4 separate regions of the Gossypium hirsutum genome follow, and regions 2, 3 and 4 are each linked to region 1. A link is a contact called in public Hi-C data. All regions are on one chromosome and are shown on one strand. Each heading gives the region's core, a stretch centred on a gene start, on an enhancer-like site or on the middle of the called end of the contact. The rest is flanking DNA. Distances are from core to core; before and after follow the strand shown. Region 1 holds the start of LOC107939214. Region 2 holds the start of LOC107903703. Region 3 has its middle 28 kb from the start of LOC107903703. Region 4 holds the start of LOC107903705 (WAT1-related protein At3g28050).

Region 1 (4,545 bases), core at 912-3,411:
TCTTTAGACTTTTTTACAATTTAGTCCCTAGGCTCATAAAATAAAATTTCATGCAATTTCACCCCACCCAAGCCTAGCCAAATAACATATATGCTCATAGCAGCCCATAAATTTCACAATTTCACACATTTACCACACAATTTACTCAATTTTCAATTTAACCCTAATTGGCAATTTCATTAAAAATCACTTAACAAAAGTTGTTTAATTAACAAAAAAGATTCACATTCTTCCATTAAACTTCAAAAACATAAACATCTAGAATTTACTCATGATAAAACCCTATACTTTAAACCATTTTGCAAATTAGTCCCCTAATAAGCTAGGTTAAGCTACAACGATCCCAAAAACCTAAAAATCAACAAAAACGGGACAAGATAACACTTACATGCAAAGGAAAAGCTTAAAAAAATTTATTCTCTTCTCCTATGGTGAATTTCGGCTATGGTAAGAAAAATGGGAGAAGATGATAACTTTTTCTTTTATTAATTTAACCTTTATTTACCTAATTACCAAATTACCCTTACCTAACTTTAAAATTTTCATAATTGCCAAGCCACACACATCCACTAACTCAATTAATGGTCTAATTACCACATAAGGACCTCCACTTTAAATTTCTATAGCTGTTTAACAACACTTTTAGCTAATAGAAGACAACTTTTACACTTTACGCGATTTAGTCCTTTTCATCAAATTGAGCATACAAACGGTAAAATTTCTTAACGAAATTTTTATAAAATAATAATGTCATGCTGTAGATCACAAAATAATACTAAAATAAATTTTTTGACCTCAGATTTATGGTCCTGAAACCACTATTCTAATTTCACTAAAAACGGGCTATTACAAAAGTTGACACAAAATTGCATTTGATCAAGATCTAAATAGAGATCAAATCTTTCACGTGCTTAAAATATAAAAATTAAAAAAATTAAACAAAATTATCATAATTAATTAAGAATTAAAATAATAATAATCTAAATATGAAACATAAAATAAAAACTCCATTCAAAATTTTGCATCTTGCGTCTAAAGCTTCAAATGAAAAATCATGGAGGATAAGTGTAATCTTCAACACATAAGAATTTTTATTTCTGAGTAAGATCATGCTGACAACGTATTATAAAACTAAAAGAAGAATATAAAGATTAAGAGAGAAAGAAAGATTTTCTTTTCTTTGTATTTTTTTTTATTATATCTATTCTATTGATTGAATAAGTGATGATCCAATGGTTCTTACTCAAAGAATCTTTGGACTTAGTTTGAAGGTTTTATTGAATCATCGTGGTTCTGGTATGAATCTGAAGTTTTAATTGATTCATAGGGTCTTAACAAGAGAATTCCTATCAAAAAGAAAGAAAACAAGAATAAAGCCACATTTCATACAAAGAACAAATCAAAGTAAAGAAAAATAAATAAGTAGGTAAATAGAAGATTCAAGAGGCCCGTAACGCTCAAGATACAATAAGCTTGTACATACCCTCTATTTATAGGGCTTCAAGTACCATAAGTTAAAAAATAATAAGGACCAACATTAAGAACTGACATTAAGATACTCTATAAATTATTTAGGGGTTATAAAATAATTAATTTAAGGGTCATAGACAATTATTGTTTGAGGGTTACAATAAGATATATTTAAGGGAATTATGGATATCCACTTATCAATATATTTACAACAAAAGCATATTTTTATAAAAAAAGTAAAAATATTTCTTAAAAAAGAGTAAAAACATATAATATATTAAAAATTAATTTTTGATATAATAAAAGTATATACTTTATGTATTAAATCTTCTTTATTTTTTTGAATTAATGTATTTTTTATTTTCATATTACCATTTACAATGATTAATCCTTTTGAGATTAATATCCTTTTTAAAAGTTAAAGTTTTCTGATCAGGATAAAGTAAAGTAAACTATACATTATTAATAAATTTATTTCCTTTAAATGATAAATCATGATATAATATAAAATTATATACTATCAAATATATTTTTAAAAGGATATACTATCAAATTTTAACATATATTAAATATAATTATAAATCATGAAAATACATTAATCCCGTAGTAATACACGAAGATCCAGGTATAACCACATCATGTTGATTTTCTCTCTCTTTCACTGTCACAGCGAGTGCCCTTTACCTCTTTTGCTTTATTATTATTAATTTTTCTTATTGCTTTTCCTCCCTTTTTCTTGTCTCTTTCCCTTTCCTCTTCTTCTACTCACCACTCTACTCTTCACGGTGTCTCAAAAGAAACCAAGAAAAAGAACCATCTTTTCCTATTGTTATTAAAAAAACTAGGAAAAAAAATTGAAAAGCACACTGTTTTACTCTAGCTCAAAGTGTTCATTCACTTTCCTGCAAAAGTCCCAGATTCTGAATAGGGTTTTGCATTTCTTCTCAATGTGTAAAGCTTGAATATCCTTTCATATCTAAGAGCTCTTTGTTGGGTTTTCTTTTTCTTTTTCTTGCTTTAGTGGAAGTGGCAATGGGTAAAAATGTGTTGGTCTTGGGTATTGCTCTTTTGCTTCTTCTTGGAGGTGTCACTTCAGCTCCTACTACTTCTTCACCTGCAAGTAAGTTTCCAAACAAATGAAAAAGCTCGCATTGATTTTGATCTGCTTCTAGATTTAAGCTAAATCCTTGCTTTAATGGAAAATGAATTTGATTCTTTGTTCCTGCAGAGATCGTAAGTGGGGTTTTCTCTAATGCCGTGTCTGCCTCTATGAAATGGTTATGGTCACTCAAATCTACCACTAAAACAGGTTAAGATCTCCGACTATTAGAATTTAGAATTAAAACCCACATTTCCTCTTTTTTTTTGGCTTTGAGGTTAGCATCTGATGTGGTGGTCTCCATGGTATTTTATGTATGTATAGCAATTACTGGCCGTCCAATGATGAAGTTTGAGGGTGGATACACTGTGGAGACTGTGTTTGATGGAAGTAAGCTTGGGGTTGAACCTCACACTATTGAGATTTTGCCCAGTGGAGAGCTGCTAATTTTGGACTCTGCTAATAGCAACCTTTATCGGATGTCTAGTTCTTTATCTCTGTGTAAGTGGGTTTCTTCTTTCTCGTAGTATTATTCAAATGGTTGGCTTTGTTAATTTTTGTTGCATTTGCATTAGTAATTCAAATTGTTTGCCTTGTTTGGGTAATGCTTTGTTTTTTTAGTGTGATCTTTTCTTACTGAATGTTTCAAGGCTTGTTATTAATGGAAAAAGTTGAGGTATTTGCATCTGTTGGCAGTGAGTCCTGTTGCTGAACCTGCCTCATAAAGGACAGTGCACGTTTAGCTGAGTTGGCATACATTCTCCATTGTCCAAGTGCTGAGTGCAATTTTTTATTTTGATGGTCTTGTTAGAGTTAGAGCAAGTTGTTTCATCTGTCAAGCATTTTAATGTACTTCAAATGCATTTCCATTTCATATATTTGAAAGATGCCGGTTATAGAAATATTTGTAAGTTAGAACTTAGATGAATGGTGCAGATGTTCTACCAATATTTTATAAAATATTGTTATGTTTTTCTTCAAATAAATTGGAAACAAATAGATCTTTCACTAAGAGCATTTAAATAATTTTGAGGATTATAACATTTTCAACTTGGTAACTTGGGAATGCTGTAAACTGTAAATGTATATATCATAGACGTTTGGCAAGTTCAATGGAATGTAAACTTATCGTGCTTCTACTCAGTTTTATTCTTCTTAGGTTATTTTGATGTCTTAACCAGTCATTGCAAAATTTTTAAGATAAAGATTCCGTCCATTGTGTGATGTCTCAACCGTGTTACTCTTTTCTCTCTGCACTGCATGCGTATTACCCTATTACGATGTTACCTGGGATGCAGATCAGTCTGTACAAGGAACGATAATTAGAACTTAAATCGCTACTAATATGAAACCTAATTTAGGGGTAATAGGAATAAAATACAATTTATTAGAACATTGAACGTATTTCTGGAACTTAGATATATAGTTTTTGTGTTTGTATAATTAAATAAGTCTAAATTGATGAATAAATTCTGAAGTTTGTGAATTGTTTGTATTACTCAAATTTATGATGAACTATATGCTGTGGGATCATTATTCTTACTGAATTGGATCCCTAGTGTGTTCCTTTATTGGGATCATGCATACCAATACAAAAATGGCTAGGGAGATGGCAGTTTCTGGTAAGAGAGCCCTATTAAGATTGATTACATGTAAGGTTCTGGTATTCACTCAATCAATTCCCCAGTCATGCTTGTCTTGCGTTGTCCATAGAAAAGTCTTTTCTTGTAAACATTTCATTTAAATTATGGGAGAAATGCAGATAGTAGACCAAGGCTGGTTGCTGGATCCCCGGAAGGATACCCTGGACATGTAGATGGGAAGCTGAGAGAGGCAAGGATGAACCATCCGAAAGGGCTAGCAGTAGATGATAGAGGGAATATTTATATTGCAGACACTATGAACATGGCAATCAGGAAGATAAGTGATGCAGGTAAGCAATGTAAAATACTGAGTTTCCTGAAAGAGGAATTGCT
Region 2 (4,545 bases), core at 798-3,297, 350 kb after region 1:
TTTAGAGGGGTTTTCCACGTAAAAATATTGGTGTCTCTATTTATTTTTGTTGTGGTTGCATTAGTTGATTTGTGGTTGATTAAGGTTGCTAGAGAACATATCTTGTGCTATTGTGCTTGCCATAATTTTTACAGGAGTTATAAGGAGAGAAAGAACACCGATTGTGCTTTCGCTTTGTTTCGGTTGTTCGGTTTCTTCCCAACAAGTATATCTCTATGATTAAGTGCATGAGTAAAAACCCTTTAAATATATAGGTAAAAGTAATAGGATTGTTATGTTGTTTTAGCTATTTTATTGCAAAGGAATTGGATTCTGTTTATTTGTTTCCTTCACCTTAAAATAATCTCCAAAACCATTCATCTTTCTTTCAAGAAGTTTCCTTGGTAGTTTGTTTACAAAATCTAGTAGTTATGATATAAAATTGATAATAAATATAAAGTTTCCCACAATATGATAACTTCACACAAAGACATGGATGGTTTAAATTTTACTTAATTATTTATTCACATTTAAACTTATTATAAATAAATGTTTAAAAATATTTTCTATCAAATATAATTATTAAAAATAATTATATCTAACCACATCAATACCTATATCATCTCAAATCTTAACACTGTAAAAAAATATTGACCAATTATATCTAACCACGTCAATATATATCTATATATGTTATTTTTCTAATTTTATAATTTTATAGTAATATTTATATTAATATTAATTAAAAATAATTATATTAATATTAACAGAAATTCCTAATTTTGAATTTTTTTAATATTTGATTGCTTTTTATGGATTCAAATAATGCAAAATTCAATAATATTCAAAGTTAAATAATATTTAATTACTTCTCAGAGTAGATTCAAAGTGGATAGGAACTATCCTTTGAGTATTCATTATCTGAATGCAACTTTATATTTTATGAATAACAAAACGATATCATAATTTGTTTTATTTAAAAAATTATTTTTGAAATACTTTTTTATTTAATAAATTCATTTTTAATAAATTTAATTATTTTTCAAAAAATGTTATTTAAAATAGATTTAATTTAAATTTAAATTTAAAATGGATAATAAATACTAAAAAAGTCTATTACACATGTATGTGTCAACGAGTTAGAACTTTAGTCTAGCAAACCGCGTGACCTTAAATAATTTCCTACTATTGAAAAATGAGAATTCTCGCAGAAATCTTTTAAGGTACTGAAGCAAAGTGCAAGCAAACTCGAAAGAGAAATAAGCCATGAACGAACAAAAAAGTCACAAGAAAAATAACGTACACCAACTGTTTGACTAAATTCTCTAAAAAATATTCTATTACTTTGAAGGTTTACAACTGAGTGAGTACAAATGAAGGGGAAGATCTTTATTTATAGTTGAACTCTCTCAAATCTAATGGTACAATTGAGTTACATCAACGATCGAGATTAGAGCCCATCTACAAGATGAGAGTATTAAGGGATTTAAACTCTATACATCTTTATTCCTTATGATTTACAATAGTAACTCTAGTTTTACTAGAGTGTTTCATTGGTCACCAATGCTTAAAGTAGATGGGTTTCTCCATATATACCAATGAGTTAAGCCAATTCAATCGGGTCAAATGAGCCCCATTGAATTAGCTGACCTCCATGAGTTTCTCCATATCTACCATTACTAGAGTGTTTCGCATACAATATATAATGAAACGTATGATTTGAAACTAATTAATCATAATAACGCATGAAATATGTACGATATTAAAATAAATAAATTAGAATAAATTGTAAGTAATACGAAATTTAAACACAAATACATCATATTAACAATATTAAATACACTACAATTTTGTTATCATGATGTTGTATAAAGTTGATAGAGATAACAAATTATGCATATTAACATAAAAATGAATAAAACATATTAAAATAAAACTTTAGTTGAGTGATCTAATTAGTATGAGCTCAAAACCTACCCTATGCATGTTTTTATTATTTTTAAAAATAAAAAAAATTAAAATACTCTCGAATAATATAATTTATTTTAAATAGAAAAATTTAATTTTGTAATAGATATTTATATTTTAAAATGCATATTAAAATTTACCATTCCTAAATTAAAAGAAAAAGGAAATACAAAGGCAGGGTAATTCCTGAGGCGGAGGAGCATAAAAAAGTATAATATGGCGGATAAGGCGGTGGGTTGTCAAATCATTGTCCAGCCAAAGGAACTCCCTCTCACTCACACGCATGCTCACTTGTATTATAATTACTGTAACACAAATTATAATTATGACTTTTAACACTTTGACCCCAACTCCTCACATTTCTCCACGTGTAGCTCATGCCGGCTTTCCATAAAATAATTATAAAATCCTGGTTGTAAATTTTGTGTTGCCGTTTTGGATGTGAATAGTGAGAGGCAAGGCAAGGGTATATAATAAGTTAGTTGGGAAATGAGGAAAGGCCTGCTTGTGCTTGGTTGAGTTGAGTGAGCCTCTTTGTGTAGGGTCGTATTAGAAAGAGACTGCTGCTTACTTAACCTCCTCTTCCCTTCCTTTCCTTATCTTCTTCTTCCTTTTTCAGAATTCATGGGGAATTGCCAAGCCATCGATGCGGCGGCCTTGGTCATTCAGCATCCCTCCGGGAGGCTTGAGAGGTTATATTGGCCCATTCCCGTTAGTGAAGTTATGAAAATGAATCCCGGTCATTACGTTTCTCTCATCATTCCCTTGCCTGTTTCCCAAGAGGAGGAAGCCAACCATCATCAAGATCGAGATACAGTGCGTTTCACCCGTGTTAAGCTCCTCCGCCCCACCGATACTCTTACCCTCGGCCACGCTTATCGCCTTATCACTTCTCAAGGTCTTCTTCACTTTCTTTATTTGCAAGGTTGTCTTTCTTTTATATTGATTTCTCAACTTTCTCTTGTTTCCTGTCCCTGCAGAGGTCATGAAGTTCATGAGAGCCAAGAAATATGCAAAAACCAAAAGGGAATCCATGAAAAAATTGCAGCACCATGGACAAGACAACCTAACTTCAGGAGGAAAGTCTGACGCACACATCACCAACCAAGTATGGCTCTCACTTATCTTTCATATATGTTCTTCCCAACTAAGCAATCTGTGAATATGGGTCCTCAAACACCAGTTACTCGCCATGGGGAACTATAAGCAAAGTATGATAATCATATTGGAAGGATATCATAAATTGATTGTTAAAGTTTCCATCTGCATTAAGATTAGATATAAACTTAACCAGTTTGGAAAACTTTTCATGTTTCATTTGAATCTTTCTTTCTCATTCAATCCTAAAAACTTAGGCGCTTATGTTCTAAACTTTCCAGGAACTAAAGAATGAAAGACAAATCTCACGGACATCATCTGTGAACGCTGCTTCAATGAGGTCAAAATCATGGCGGCCATCATTACAGAGCATCTCTGAGGCTGTAGGCTAATAGTTTTGTTTTCAAGTTTCTTTTCTTAAGTGCAGATTGGTTTTAGGAATGGCAATGAACTGCCTCTTTTGTTCAATGAAACCCCAAATTAGGGAAAATGGAAATTCACCAATCGAATGAAGGTGATAACCAAAGATTTCAACTTGCAATCAAAGCTCCCAACTTGAAATCTGTTTCAAGAAAAATAAACATATGTAAAGATTCTCAGTTCAGAGGAACATTGGATCCTAAATTGTATTACAAGTAATATTCTTATATGAAATTAGGACTTTCAGTCTTTCACTCACTACTTTCATACAAATCCCAAACTTGATCACTTTCAAAAAGTACAACACAATGCTATGTTGATCAAACTCTTTATTTTATGGATACGAGAATATGACTTTCAAGATCCTCCAATTGTATAAAAAACTTTAGAAAAGTTTAATCATATCCGTGTCTGATACACATCTATATCTAACACTCATATCTGAGTTTGAGTGAATATTTGACTCCAAGTAACATAGTTACAACTGATGATAATGGAAAATAATGTTATGAATGTGATGATAATGGAAAAATATGTTATGAAACATGTGGAGGAAATCATTTGGGAGAGTTTGAGTTCCAAACCTCCCAATCATGATCAAGGTGGTTTTGGGCCCATAACAAGGATGCCCGAGCAGCAACAGGTGCTCCAGGTAATTTCTTCTCCTTCAAAGCTACAAACATATCTGTGAAAGGCTCCACCAACAGTGTTCCAGGTCCTCCATACTCATTGTGCAAGAAATCATTAAATATCTGTTTTCAACAATAGAAAAAACAGTAAGCTTCGCAAAAATTTTAAGTTCAATATCAAGACTTGTATTCTTCTGTAGGTAAGGCTTATACAGGTAGAAGTAATCTTCAACACTAACTATATCACATGTATGTAGAAGCCAAATTCAGAGAAATCCCTGCATTGGGCCAAACATTCACATAAGGAAGAACATGACTAGCTGTCAGGGAAGGAGTGATTTGTTATTTTCGTGCCAGATATTTCATTTGGGGTCAATTATTGAACAATTTCCAGCTCAATCAAAAAGCAGGCCTCTTAAAGAGACAAAAATGTTTGATTTAGAAGAAATCA
Region 3 (4,545 bases), core at 1,037-3,536, 320 kb after region 1:
ATAATATATAAACTTTATAATAAACAATGCATAATTAAAACTTAATTTAAATTACATATATTACATTTATGAAAGTGTATATTGACACATTAGAACTGGGAGAAATAAATGAAGCTAAGCATGATTTAAAAAAATATTTATATTTTTATAATTAAAATTTTCATATTTTATACTATAAAAAATTATTATAAAATAATTATAAAATCTAATATATTTATTATTAAATTTTTTTTTATAAATATGCTTGATAATATATTAAGAATATTATTTAAAATTTAAGATTATTATTGCTAAAATTGATTATTAAATAAAATTGTAATATTACATAATTTATTAAAATAATACATTAAATTAATAATTTATTATATTGTTAAATATAAATAATTTAAAATGTGTGTTTAATAATATTCAACATTATAATATTTGATATTAATACTTTAATATGTCTAAATTTTTTTAAAAATTAAAATTTATTATTAATATAATAATATTATACTTGATTCAAGTTAATTTTTATATAAAAATAAAATTATTTATAAATGAGTTCCTTTTAGAAAATAATTTTACTTTTCAAAAGCATAAGTCTATAAGTCATTTTCCATAAAACAAACACAAAAACATTTTGTATAAATTATTTTTGATGCTTTGGATTAGTTTATCACATATGTCTATTTCGGCATTTGCATGTTGGGCCATGAATTATTTTTTGCTGAATGGTTTAGCCCAATGGACCAACTCCAACATCCAGGACTTAAGTGTTTTGTGGACTTGGTGTTCAACATTTGATGTTCATCTTCTCAGCCACAAAATTTGCATAGCCATAATCTGATAAGAACAATAAAGCTCAAAGATATAGCAGATATGGGATGATTAATTCATTTTAGCAAGTTATCATCATTTACAATAGAGGTGAAAAGTGGGTCAATGTTATACATGCTTTAGCTTATCAACTTAAAATATATTTTGCTCAAATCAATGTAAATTATTAACCAAAACACATTCAATTTTTTATAATATTTTTGTGTTTTTTATTTATTTTTATGATATACTTTTTTTATGATTAGATTATAATGTTCCATGTTAAACTTTAATATGATATTAATTACATAATACATTATCAAATTGAAAAATAACTAAAAGCTCAACTTATATTTTAAATAAGCTTTGAAATTATAAATGAAGTCCAGCTCATTTAGGTCTATAAGTACTTTATTTTTTCTATTTTAAAAAATGTTTATTATTTAATGTTTAGTAACATATTTTTAATATTTAGATTATAAATATTAAATATTTAATATCAATACCATATTAATTACATAATAGATATCATTTTTTGTTATTAACGCTTCTGTTAATAGTAGTGTTAGAAAATATCGTTCCTTGCAGAATCACTCCTTGGTAAGATTGTACTATTTACTCCACTATTGGGATGCCTTGAAGAGCATGACTTGGAAGCTCAAACACAGAGACTATTAAGAAGTTTAGTTCTTAACTTTTCTCGGGTATATAACTACTTCCTCTCCCTCCACATTGAGTAAATTGTTAAAGCACTTGTAGTTAAGTTTGCAAGTAGCACTTTTTTTACCAAAATGAGTTACAAAAGTGTAATTTTCACGAAACTATCATTATATCCACTGTCTTCATAATTGTTCTCTTAGTACTCACTATTAGTAACATGAACGTGATTTCCTTCACCTTGATTACTCATCATTCATAGCATACTCTTGTGAGTTAACAGGCATCTTTTTCATATCTACAGAATATGCAACTTGTTTCACAACTGTTCTTTTGATAACTATCTTGAAAAAACTAAATAACGGATCTAATGTTTCATTTAGGGATTTTTGATCTTTTGACAAATCTAAATACTCAAAATTTACTTTGAACTTTCATTCAAAGATCACGACAACCACTACAACTCTGACCATTCCATCACACTTATTTTCCATGATATGTTCCGATCTTTCTCTTCACAATACTTCATTTTACCGGATTGTAACTTTTGCTCACTTAAACAAAGGAACACATAACATTAAAAAATATATTATAAAATTAAAAACATATGAACACAAACTTGGATATAAGAGCGCATCTCATATTTGAAGTCAACTATATATATTTGCGCTTAATCCCAATCCTTTTACTTTAATAGTTTTTATCCAAAAACATAGCAATTGCAATCAAAACTTGAAAAAGAGTTGAAATTGTAAGAGCGAGAGGAGAATGTGGTCCTGCGGAGGGTTAGGGCATCACGAAGGAGCAGTCTTTATCGGACAAGCAATTAATAAATTACTTAATCATACAAGTGGGCGAGAGGACCATTGGTGCCCCCACAATTCCCGGAACTGCCCATGCCCCTACCTGCTCAGCTTTCCATGTATGAATTCCATGCTACTATTCGTAATAATTAATAAGAATATTCATATTTCTGCTATTAATATTATATTATTCGTAAGTTTTATATTTTAATTTTGAAAATTTAAGCTTGAACTCAAATGATAATTATTTAATATGTTAATTAAAATTCTATTATTTTTAAATTTTATATTATTATATGTGTAATATTATGTTATTATGATTTTTCTATATAATACTAAAAAAAACTCATCGTTTTAATTAATAGATTCAAATATTATTGAACTAAAATTTCAAAAGTCAAATGATATGGTGATTAAAATGATCAAAAATGAAAATAAAATAATTGCTTTTCTACCTAAAATGTTTGGACTTTTTGTTGAAATCAATAAGTAATAATTTCAAAAACTTTCTATTCATTTGGTAAAATTATCAGTTTGTCTCCTACGATGAGATAACTTCAATTTGACAAATTAAGAGTGTTGGTAAAATCCAACTTATTAAAGATAAAAAAAATTAAATGTTTTGCTAATTATTAGGGCTAGACTTTTCTAGATTTTCCGACAAACCATTTTCTAAATTGTTTGTAATATTGTTCTGTTAAAGCATTAAACTTGCTCCAACACTCTTTAGAACTTGTTGTACCAACTTTAAAAGACCTAAATTTAGCTTTAAAACTTTTGCATTAACAAAATACAAACTTTTCACGACAAGATAATTTCATGTTATAACAAATCTCACTTTGATTTATCGGTAGATGGATGGGAAGTTGGTTTCTCCAATTTAATTAATTTCTTTTTTAAAATTTTAGATTAATTTAATTTCGAAAGTCAACAACTAAGGATAACTAATTACATTGTTAATGTCTTCTATCAATTGTACATAATTTTGATTGGTATTGGTATAATAACAAATTTATCTTTCAATGTTTATATATTTTGTCATTTTAGCATTAATTCTAAATGTAACACCCCAAACCCGGTCTAGACATTATGACCAAATCTGGAGATGTTACATATAACAACCGAAAATCCAGTTCTTGTAAATTTCGGAAAGAGTCGTAAAGTTTTATCATTTAAAAACCTCGGTTTAAAAGAAAACATATCTAACTTTACTTTTTAGTTGAAAACGACACTTGCTTACATTTTTTAGAACGTATACTTTGCAGCTAAAATTCTTAGATCAATATGTACAAGAAAATCGAGTTTATTTCCTAGAAATCAATTGTTTTGAAGGAAAAAATAAATTTTGTCGATAAAACGTTTAAGTTAAGTAGTATTTTATGAAAAATGAAAATAAAGTTTAAAATCCCAACGTCCAGACAGTCCAAATTTTACAAAACACTTTAACCTAAATTAAAATAATAATAAACAAATTAAACAAAATACTTTTATAACCAAACTCCCGTTGCACCGAACCGTCTAAGTTTGAGGATTACCTAAAAATAACAGTCAAATAGAATATGAGTTTTCAAAAACTCAGTGTATAACAGATAACGTAACAGTTAAATTATATCAGACAGATTTAGCAGAAACAGATTCATATCATAGCAGTACAGATACGAACATATAATCCTACCCTCATACGCTACACATCAAATCCGACCATCCCAGCACCCCATATGAGGTATGAAAGACTCATTCAATCTTATACACCACTTAGTGCCGATATTACACTTTACATAATACTTGCAGCTAAGCTACCAATTAAATAGACAAATTATCGTCTTTTACAGAAAGACTTCCTCCACATAGTGAAACCCACCCCAGATGCAAATATAGAATGTAACAAAAATTAGACATATTTACAGTATATACGCATAACATAACAGATATAGAACATACATAACATTTTTCAGTTTATTCATAACATATTACGTAGTTTACTTATCATATGACATTTCAGATATACGAACATATATCAGAATTCATGCAAACAAATGATCAGATTTCATATTTTACAGTCTACTTGAGCACATACCGTCCCCACAGAAGGCCCACGTTCGTTTAGAACGATGTGTACGACCCTAGGAAAAAATTAAAATTTTGGGCCCACAAGCCCGTGTGGCCCACACGGCCCAAATAACCATCTTGTGTGGCCCATACGCTTGGCACACAGCTTCACACACGCCCGTGTGGTCCACACAACCCAAAAAGCCCAAACCGTGTAACTCACACGATCTAGCACATG
Region 4 (4,545 bases), core at 757-3,256, 260 kb after region 1:
AAAGAGACTCAATGGGCAACATAGAAAGACATAAATTTGGACTCGTTGTGAAAAGATTCACTCAGTGAAAAGGAATCGATTATACTTAGACTTTTAGTCCTATATCTAAGAAAGATTCAGTGCGCATTGTGTTAGTAGTAATAGCTCATTTTGACCTTGAGTTGGAACAAATGGATGTGAAAATCGTCTTTCTCAATGGTGACCCAAAGGAAGAGGCATACATAAAACAACCTGAAGAATTCTCCTCCAGTGATGGTGAACAGTTGATATGCAAGGTAAAGAAGTTCATATATAGATTGAAACAAGCCTCCCGACAGTGGTATTTAAAATTTCATGTAGTTACCTCTTCGTTTGGTTTTGTTGAAAATATCGTGGATCAATGCATATACCAGAAGGTTAGCAGGAGTAAAATATGTTTCCTTATTCTATATGTGGGCGATATTTTACTTGCAACAAATGATAGAGGTATGCTACATGAGGTGAAACAATATCTTTTTAAAAATTTTGGTATGAAAGATATGGGTAATACGTCTTATGTCATTGGCATTAAGATTCATCGTGATAGACATCGTGGTATCTTAGGTTTATCTTAAGAAACCTATATGAACAAAAGTTTTTGAAATATTTTGGATGAAAGATTATTTACCGAGTGCTGCTCCTATCGTGAAGGGTGATAAGTTCAATTTGAACAAGTGCCTGAAAAACGAATTTGAGATGAAGCAAATGAAAAACATTCCACATGCTTCTATTGTTGGAAGCCTGATGTATGCTCAAATCTGTACAAGACTTGATATTGCATTTGTAGTTGGAATGTTGGGAAGATATCAGAGTAATCTAGGTATTGACCACTGAAGAGTTGCAAAGAAAGTTTTGAGATATCTTAAAGGGACAAAGGACTACATGCTTACGTACAAACGATCAGACAATTTGGAGGTGATTGGCTACTCCGATTCAGACTTTGTCAGTTGTGTTGATTCACGTAAATCAACATCAGGTTACATATTTATATTTGCTGGCAGAGCTATATCTTAGAGGAGTATCAAGCAGACCTTAGTTGCTACTTCCACTATGAAGGTTGGGTTCGTTTCATGTTTTGAGGCTACCTCACATAAAGTATGGTTAAAGAGTTTCGTTTCTAGGTTTAGACTTGTGGATTTGATTCCTAGGTCGTTGATGATATATTGTGACAATTCAGTTGTTGTCTTTATGGCTGTAAACAAAAAAAAGTGGAAGTCGAAGTAAACATATCGACATTAAGTATTTAGCCATAGGGGAACATGTTAAAGAAAAGAAAGTGGTCATTGAGCACATTAACACTGAGCAAATGTTAGGTGATCTTTTGACTAAAGGCATGCCACCATACAAATTTAAGGATCATGTTGTCACTATGGGACTTGTTCCCACATTGTAAATTTTCGTTAGAAGAACGATTATAAAGAAACTCTATTAAGTTTGATATTTCTCATATTTTGTGTGCACATTAATTTTATTATTTTGAAAAATGTCACTAAAGTTTAGACCTGGAATAAATATTGGGTTTATTCATTAAGAAATTGGGCTAAAACGTTGAGACATTATATATTGTGATACATGGAAGATACTACTCAAATTTTAAGAGAAAATATTGTCATGATTCATGCATTATGATACATGGGAGAATGTTGGAATTGTCTTTTGGTTCGTGGGAATGACCCCACGTTTTGCAACCCACTACTTTCATACTTTTGCTTGTGTGATAGTGGGAAATGTAATTGGTGATTTTTTACGAGAAATCACCACTATAAATACCAATTAAGCTTAAAGTTCCTACGTATCGAAAAAATAAAAACTAAAAATATTTCAACTAATGAAATTTTTTAATGCTTAAAAGATAGCTGTTTTCAACTTTTTATACAACTAAAATCGACGGCCTCAACGATGATTTGACGTACTCAACATGCTACATCTTTTGTGTTGTAGTATAATATTTAAATCATTATTTATGCTCACACAAGAATCTAGGTATTGGGTAAGGAGGCAATGACGAAAGGAGCTATGTCAGCCGCGACTTGGACTCGTTGCTTGTCGTCTATAACTCCTTGTTGGTAGCTATGGCTGCGTATGTATTTTAAATATAAAAGGACTTTAAAATTGATATTAATAACTAAAATTGAAATGAAAGTGTCCACTTATTTGCTTCACAATCCAACTACTTAAAATTCAGTCCTAGGAAGGAGGTGGCACAGAAGTTGATCGCAAGAACTGAAATTGGGTCTGAAGAATGAGGAAGGAGATGATTGGTTTGCCTATTGTAGGGATGGTAATGGCAGAGGTTGCTCAAGTTGGACTCATGATAATGGGCAAAGCAGCAATGTCCCATGGGATGCCCAACTTCGTCTTTGTTTTCTATTCCAATGCTCTTGCCTCTCTCATTCTCCTCCCTGCTTCTTTTCTCTTCCACAGGTACCGTTCGTTCTCTCTCTCTCTCTCTCTCTCTCTCTCTCTCTCTCCATAATTCCCATTTCACTATCTCCTTTGATTTTCCGTTTTCCCTGCAGGTCACACCGTCCTCCACTCACTTTCTCTATTCTTTGTTGGTTTTTCTTGCTTGGCCTTCTTGGGTATGTAAGATTAATGGAAATTATGATGTGGGTTTTCAGTTACATAACTATGGATTTGAGGGCTTTCATTCATATTTTACATGGTATTTGGTATGCAGTTGCTTTGCCCAGATTTCTGGGTATGCTGGGATATATTATAGCTCGCCTACTCTGGCAACTGCCATGCTTAATCTCATCCCAGGTCTCACCTTCATCCTTGCTGTTGCTTTCAGGTTATTATCTCTTCTCCTATCGTTGTGTGTAATACTCTGATCAATCTGATAACTAAAGGATAAAGTATATGTGGACGATGGGATGCAAGGCCATTTAATCTATTTACTCTTTACTTCCCCTGAAGTACCACTTGTATCCAACACATATTTATACATAGGTTTGACAGAAAAAATGAGCATACCCTTTCGGGCAATCCTGGTATTCCAGTTTGTAAAAGGGTCAATGGTTGGAACTGAGTTTGAAGTAATATGTCTGCAGCCATTTTGTTTGTTTCTATACCTCATAAATTCTCTTGGGATTGTTTTTGTATTTAAGAAATATGGTTGCTTAGAGGAAACAGATTGCAGTCCCTAGGAGGTTGCCTGCTCTTACTCTTACTGAAGTGGGAAATTGGGAACTTATTTAAGTGACAAATTTGTTTGATCTCCTTGCACAAATAGTTATCAATTCATCTCCTTTATAGGCTTCTTACAACTCAGGTTCCTCTTGATGATGGTTTTCGCTGCTTTTCGTTCTCATTTTGAGATCCTGTTGGCAAGGACTAATATGAATTCCTTTTAGCCAGCAACTGATATGATCAATGTAGACCTTGCGTTAAGTATTGTTTGATATTGCATTCTTATTTGTATAAGTTGAATCCGGGTGATAATGTGATAACGCGGTGTAGATATCTGGAAGTTCCAGGTTGATTGTTGTGGAGGGTTTTTTTTTTTTCTGAAAAAGATTGGAAGATGTTTGAGAAGAATACTATACTTCTACAATTGATGTCATTGGGCTTCCTGTTTCCATCCAATCATTTTTCTGTTCTTTTGTCTCTAATTATATGTCATTGCTTGAGCTGTGAATGAACTTAATTGACTACTTGCATTTTTCATACTTGTGGTGCACAAAGTATTGAAGTGCAGTTCTGTACTAATGTAACAGTAGATGTGTAAAATATATGTTGTAGATAGATTTAAGTTGATGAATTTGGTGATTTCAGGATGGAAACACTGAATTTGAGAAGTAGCACTAGCCAAGCCAAATCACTGGGAACCATAGTGTCAATTGCTGGGGCATTCATTGTTACTTTCTATAAAGGCCCCTCACTTTTGATGGCACCCTCACATTCAAGCTCACCTCATCTACTTCTGGGGCAGCAGTCTAATTGGGTCATTGGAGGATTTCTCCTTGCAGCTGATTGCGTGTTTGCTTCTGCCTGGCTTATTGTACAGGTCCAATCCTCTTCTTTGTATCTGTGTAGAAAGTTGAATCAGGTTTCATTGTGATTTCTTACTTTTAAGAGAAAGGAAATGATTTGTGCTCCTTAACTTTCAGGCATCAGTTCTTAAGAAATTCCCAGCTGAGCTTTTTGTTGTCTTCTATTATTGCTTCTTTGTCACCCTTCAATCGGGAATAATCTGTTTGATCATGGGAGGAGATCTTAGTGCTTGGAGCTTTAAACCTGATGTGAGATTGGTTGCTGTTATATACTCAGTAAGTGGTCAGGGTCCGAAATATTCGTTACTACACAATTTTGCAGTTCAACTGCATGCTTATCCTAATTTGCACCTAGTTAATCAAGAGCTTTAATGTGGGAATTGTAGGCTGTGTTTGGCTCTGCATTCCAACTTGGGGTTTCTACCTGGTGTATGCATCGGACAGGTCCTGTTTTTGTTTCCATGTTCAAGCCTTTGGGAATTGTTGTTTCAGTAGTCATTGGTGTTATCTTCTTAGGGGATACATTCTTTCT

What was found. Hi-C and Micro-C count contacts between places; a contact is called where the count stands out from the background.
Region 2: a contact with region 1 is called in a Hi-C map of leaf, with 3 times the contacts expected there. The contact joins the promoter of LOC107903703 here to the promoter of LOC107939214 in region 1. A contact is called at or near these places in 5 of 34 Hi-C or Micro-C datasets (callus, hypocotyl and leaf).
Region 3: a contact with region 1 is called in a Hi-C map of leaf, with 1.8 times the contacts expected there. The contact joins the enhancer-like site here to the promoter of LOC107939214 in region 1. A contact is called at or near these places in 2 of 34 Hi-C or Micro-C datasets (both in leaf).
Region 4: a contact with region 1 is called in a Hi-C map of leaf, with 2.0 times the contacts expected there. The contact joins the promoter of LOC107903705 here to the promoter of LOC107939214 in region 1. A contact is called at or near these places in 15 of 34 Hi-C or Micro-C datasets (callus, hypocotyl, leaf and 2 more).

The regions. Positions count from the first base shown.
Region 1 is chrD05:47,046,546-47,051,090 of Gossypium_hirsutum_v2.1, forward strand. LOC107939214 reads left to right here and starts at 2,162. Exons shown (of 7, transcript XM_016872507.2): 1 at 2,162-2,590; 2 at 2,699-2,779; 3 at 2,894-3,070; 4 at 4,332-4,502. The coding sequence starts at 2,503.
Region 2 is chrD05:47,398,767-47,403,311 of Gossypium_hirsutum_v2.1, forward strand. LOC107903703 reads left to right here and starts at 2,048. Exons shown (of 3, transcript XM_016829844.2): 1 at 2,048-2,845; 2 at 2,928-3,055; 3 at 3,327-3,723. The coding sequence starts at 2,572. The coding sequence ends at 3,437. LOC107903702 (protein PLASTID REDOX INSENSITIVE 2, chloroplastic) reads right to left here. Exons shown (of 3, transcript XM_016829842.2): 3 at 3,837-4,217. The coding sequence ends at 4,023.
Region 3 is chrD05:47,371,020-47,375,564 of Gossypium_hirsutum_v2.1, forward strand. It overlaps the pseudogene LOC107902296. Among protein-coding and RNA genes, the nearest start is that of LOC107903703, 28 kb to the right of the region's middle. Within about 2 kb of position 2,287, at least 3 of the 9 cell types and tissues checked have an H3K27ac peak or open chromatin away from gene starts, as enhancers often do. A contact at or near this core is called in leaf, where this site is marked.
Region 4 is chrD05:47,302,719-47,307,263 of Gossypium_hirsutum_v2.1, forward strand. It overlaps LOC107903705 (WAT1-related protein At3g28050), which reads left to right and starts at 2,007. Exons shown (of 9, transcript XM_016829849.2): 1 at 2,007-2,098; 2 at 2,204-2,442; 3 at 2,538-2,600; 4 at 2,699-2,812; 5 at 3,796-4,027; 6 at 4,131-4,289; 7 at 4,400-4,545. The coding sequence starts at 2,261.